Regions from separate parts of the Rattus norvegicus genome. Here region 1 is linked to region 2. A link is a contact called in public Hi-C data. All regions are on one chromosome and are shown on one strand. The core of a region is the stretch at or near the end of the contact, and the rest is flanking DNA. Distances in the headings are between cores, read along the strand shown. Region 1 holds the start of Fkbp3 (FKBP prolyl isomerase 3). Region 2 holds the start of C6h14orf28 (similar to human chromosome 14 open reading frame 28).

Region 1 (2,700 bases), core at 81-2,580, 160 kb before region 2:
AGGTGATGTCTGGAGAATCATGAGGTCAAGGTTATCCTTGGTTACCAGAGTTGCTAGGCCAAGAGTAACATGAGTAAATAGAATGTAGTTTTTGCTCTTCTTCAAATGAGGTATCACTGTTAACCTGATACTACTACATACAATGTTAAGATACATAACTTTGTGATCCCAGGGCAAGCATCCATTGTGACCGTAAAATGATTGAATATTTAAACCTGAAGATGAGAGTAAAAGCAAAAGTAGAGTTAAATAATTAATATTTTTCTCCATTTATCCTGAGAAAATGCAGTCTCATGTTACAAATGGCAACTTTAATGTTTTGCCTGTCTAAAGAAAGTGAATGTAATCTGGCTCTGTATTGAGAAACTAAAACAAATTTTTGTCATGGTATTTCTTTTTCTGTTTCCCTCCGTATGTTCTTGTTTCACACAAAGGTCTTGCTCGGAGGCTCACTCTGGTCTGGAACTGAGCATGTAGATCAAAATGGTCTTGAGCTGGCCAATGTCCTGCCTCAGCTTGTAAAGGGCTATACAGGCTCCTGAGTGCTTCAGGCATACAGATTTAGAGCAGTAAGCGTTCTTGTGCAGTTCTGTTAGTCATAGCTTTCTGCTTTCAGACTTGGGTACCAGTACAATTTTAGTAAATCTCTGTTCCCTCAGTTACTGAAGCAAAGTACAAACACACGTAGCTCCTGCTGTATCGGAAAGATGTATTTTAAGTGTAGCTTAATTGCATTGTTTTATTCAAGCTTCTAAATTTGTAGGCAAAACTCTGTTGGGGGAGGTTTCCATTTAGTTTTGTGAAAATTGTTTGATGGACAAGTACTAAGTCAATTTAGATAAGATTAGAATAGAACTAGATAAAACGAAACAGAAAACTCGAATGCTGTTATTTTCTTTAAAGAGTTTACAATCTGTACTTTTAAAGACGTAGTAGGCCGTAAATAATAAACAGGTGGGGCTTAGAAAGCGTCAAAATAAGCTTTGACATCATCACTGCGTTCATCAGGCTAACCGACTACCACAGATCTTTCTACTCAACAAGGCTCTCACAACCCAGCCTTGACATCACCCTAGCCCACGTCTCAATCCCCTTTAGGACGACGGCGGCCCCGCCCCTGAGTTTCCCTGCAGGCCCCAAGAAGACTAAGAATGGCAGAAGTCCCGCCCCCTCGAGCATGGCGCATGCCCAGGCCACGCTTCAGGGGTGGGGCTGCGTAGAATATGTGGGCTGACTCAGCAAGGCATAGGACCCACCCCTAGAGCGTGGCGCAAACCCGGGCCACGCCCTGGGGGCGGGGCAGCGCCGGGCTGAGGCGGGCTGGCTCAGTGCAGCAGCAGCAGCGGGGGAAGATGGCGGCGGCTGTTCCGCAGCGTGCATGGACCGTGGAGCAGCTGCGCAGCGAGCAGCTGCCCAAGAAGGACATTATCAAGTTTCTGCAGGATCACGGTTCAGATTCGGTACCAAAGGCTTCTGGGCGGCCGGGCTGGGGCGTCCCGGGGCCACTTCACCCCCCCGGAGATGCCTTACATACCGGATTCCTCCGTGCCCCCGCCCTCGCCTTCTGTGGCCCGTGCTGGCCAGGCCCGAGCGGCCCGCGTGAGCTCCCACCCCTTGGGCCGCCCCAGTTTCTGCGGGGATCAGCCCTTGTTTCCTAGGCCAAGGAGCTGCGATCGTAGATTTAAATCTCAGTTGGGATCTGTGAGGGCCGAGGACCTGAGAAAAAGGAACCTTGAAATGTTGGCGTCTCAGGCGGGGGCGAGGAACGGGGAGTGCATGCTTCCCGGGCTCAGAGTGTGCTGGCCACTGGGAAATGGGAGGGGTGTAAAGCTGTGAGGGAGTCTCGTGTGCATCTTGTTTGTCTTACCAGTGTATTAAATACACTGGTCCTAAATACAATGAACTATAATCTGTGATTTTCAAAAACCCATGTATTAGTGTTTTAACTTTTTCGTTCCAAAGCCTTTTACAAAATACCTTAGGGGAATTAAATGCGAATTTTTAATATTGTGGTCTTCTATGATTATAAGCACGCAGATTTGAAAAATTCTAGTTGTATAATGCAGTTTTCAGCCTTGTCTGCATATTAGCCACCCATTTTGTAGTCACAGGATTATTTTGTTAGACTTTGACTTCTTGTCCTTCAGAAAGGGTCATTCATTCCGTCCACCCTCACCCCCCAACTCCTTAATGTGTTTTGGAGGCAGCATCTTACATAGCCCAGACTAGCCTCACACTCACCTCACATTCACCTCGAAAGTGCTAGGGATAACAGCCCTGCGCCATATATGTCCTGTTCCATACCTCAGCTAAATTGTTGAATGATGGTACACGTTGTGCACATATCTACTGTTCAGAAATAGAAAGTGCGGCCTAAATTAGGTTTTCCTACAGTTTTCCAGAATCTAAAATGTCAAAATAGTGAGTGTTGTGTGATTCCAAAGTGAAAATGAATTTGGTGACAGACATTTAAATGCGTATTTTCCAGTCATCATTCACCTATTCATGCCTGTGTTTTTAGAGTCCTGCTATTTCAGTTTAAAAAAGTTTCTGGGTTCCTTTGAAAAGATTGTTTTTTCACTTAAGATCTCGTTGGGAGATTCAGGAACTCTCACACATGGCATCAGGATATGGTTCAGCCCATATTTTGGAGCATGTGCAGTAACCTGGAGACCTGTGTTTGAATGAATACGCAAGGGT
Region 2 (2,776 bases), core at 277-2,776:
AACTGCCTCCTCTCCTTCTCCTAACCTTGAGGACAGCCAAACACTGTCTTTAGAGTCACTGACACTATTTTAATAAGGGTGTTTGCATCCTATGTATGTTACATAAGCAATTAAAGAAAAAACAGTCCCTGTTGAAATTGTTTTGTAAAAATAGCCTGGCTTTATTTGGGAAAAAAAACTATATATAACAACACTGCTTTCTAGTGTTACTTCCAGAGGTGTTTAAGGGCATTTATCTGAGTGACAAAAACCAGAGAAAGAAATGGCTTAAGTCAGTCTCTCACTTGGACTACCTTTTCTTTTCAAATATCACATATTCCTAAAGCTAACACAAACCCAACTCTAAACCTGAGTTTTACGTCCAAAATTAAGTTCAAAACTATTCTGTGGTAGCAAATTCCGTTGTGCATTAAACACATGTTCACTGCTTCCTACTTGAGACAAGATACTGCATTCTAAATTATGTAGTACTATATTTGGTTAGAATCCCGGGTGTTTAGAGACTGTTAACATTGGCTCTCATCAATCACTTTGAAATAGCAGTGTGACAAATCTGGAAACATGAGGAAACAAGTTTCTTAAGATAAACTGATCAGTTTCATTTAGAGTTAAAAAAAAAACCTAAGACATTCAAGTATTTTTTTAAAATGATAAAAACTTTTTGCGATCTGAATTTTATCTCTTGAATTTTAAAGAATTTCTGTAGCAAGGTTTAGATGCTTGACTTTGGATTCCTAAATATTATACTGGGAAAGGAAGCCTAAATCCTTAGCGTTTCTGTTGAAACTAAAATTGCAGATTATATTTTTTATTCTAATGTAGATCTCTTTCTACCTCTTGGATGTGGTCAAATGAATGGTAACCAGAGCTCTGAAAAGCAATGATTATAATCTGCACCATTTAGACCGCATGATATATAAGGCACAAACCTAACTTTAGAGGCAAGGCTGGAAGCTCTTGGGAACACTTAAAATTCTAGCAAAAAGTTGGTCAGTTGTTCAAATGTAAATTGCAGTAATACTTAAACAAATAAAACTAAAGAAGGAAAGAAAAGGGAGAGATGGAGCAAAGAGCTTTAATGAAATAGCTCAAACAGCTCGGAGTTTTTGGTACGTAGTCACTGATGGATGAACTGGGCTGGTTCTTACCTGCCTCCATCCCAGCGCCTTCAGGTGGACTGAGCCTGGGAAACTCCCCAACCTCAGTTTCTCCGCTAACAGGACCCCCTTTTCCCGAGCTGTCATACCCAGGGGGGTCACACTGCATTCCCCAGAGGACTGGACCACCTGTCGCGGGAACCGAACACCGCACTACCGAGGGGCGCGGGACTTGCTGTCCGGGGGTGGGGGTGGGAGTGGGGGTAGTCCATGCCCGCGCGGCCACGCCCACCCTCCCGCCGTGGCAGCCAGGCCTCCGGGCCGCAGGCGGGTCCTCTGCGCCTACCTCCCGCGGGACCGAAGACCGCCGGTGCCGCCGCACCCGTCGCCGCCGCCGCTCGCTCATGGAGAGCCCGGGCCGCCGCCGCCGCGGCCGCCGCATCTACCAGCTCCTCCGGCTGCCTTGGCCGGCCCCGGCAAGCGTGCGGGGCTCCGGCACGGCCTCCATCGCGCCCGCCGCGGCGGGAGCCACCGCAGCCGCAGCGCCCAGCCCCACCCGAGCGGCCCACGCAGCCGGGACCGCGGGGCGCGGCGCGTCGCTTGTTACGGAGCAGGATTCCGCGGGCCGCCCCCTCCCCCCAGCCCGGCCAGGCCAGCCGCCGGCCGCGAGGCTACGCAGGCGCGAAGGCCCCGCCCAGCGTGCGCGTGTCGGGTGTGTGTACAGTCTTCAGACTTGCCCAATCGGAGACAGGATCAGGTGTAGGAGGGCGGGTCCTGACGAGAGGGGCGGGGTCCCAGCGTGACAAGGTGGGTGGGGTAGCCGGAAATGGGCTGGGTTTTGCCTGAGCCGCAGCTGTCTGGGCTGGAACTGCTTGGCCTTTTGAAGTTAGTACCCATTTTGGACCAGTATTGATTTTAGTTTGATTCTAGGTCTTTGGAATCCTTAATTCAGAAAGAGAAAGCATACATGTATTTTTCTTAGCATCTTATGACTATGGGAGAATAATCATTTGTATATGTATATGTATTTGAAATAAGTATCTATGAAAAAAATTGAATTGCCATCTTAAATACTGTTTAAGATTAGCCATAGCATATTTTGCAGTGGAAGGGAACGCTATTAATACGTAGATAGCTTAAGCACCATTGTAGTGTTCAAAAAGTTAGAGATAAGGTTCTACACAGCAAGTGACAGATGCTCAAGAATTTGTGGCTTTACTCACAATTCATTTCATTAGTAACTTTTTAATTTCCAAAGAATTAAAGCCCTGTGTAGCTCTGTACCTGGAGAATACTCCTCAGAAACACTACCTCTACTCTCAGGCAGAACTGGAGATGATGAGAGTACCATTCAATCTTTGAATAAAGACTGTATAGGGGTCTGGATTCCCTAATCCAGGAGGGCAGATGCGAAGCGCTGATCGCCAGGTCATTAGATGGGCATTTTCACAGGCTGAGCTTAAGGAAGGTGGACGCCTTCTCGTATGGGACCTTCTTGAACGATACAATGTTTATGCAAGGCTGTAGGAGGACTTTATACACAAATCTCTCTAGATGGAGGTATGCAGGCTGGCAAAAAAGCTTGGGTGCAGGTAAGGGTGAGAGGAAACATAGTTCTCTAAGCAGAGAGAGGAAAAAGATATCCAAAGAATTCTAACTACAAGGCATTCTTTTTAATT

What was found. Hi-C and Micro-C count contacts between places; a contact is called where the count stands out from the background.
Region 1: a contact with region 2 is called in a Hi-C map of liver, with 2.9 times the contacts expected there. The contact joins the promoter of Fkbp3 here to the promoter of C6h14orf28 in region 2. A contact is called at or near these places in 3 of 12 Hi-C or Micro-C datasets (frontal cortex, liver and mammary epithelial cells).

The regions. Positions count from the first base shown.
Region 1 is chr6:88,860,382-88,863,081 of GRCr8, reverse strand. It overlaps Fkbp3 (FKBP prolyl isomerase 3), which reads left to right and starts at 1,330. Exons shown (of 7, transcript NM_001106736.2): 1 at 1,330-1,460. The coding sequence starts at 1,353. It also overlaps a transcript of Fancm not described here.
Region 2 is chr6:88,700,568-88,703,343 of GRCr8, reverse strand. C6h14orf28 (similar to human chromosome 14 open reading frame 28) reads right to left here and starts at 1,526. Exons shown (of 5, transcript NM_001108025.1): 1 at 1,444-1,526.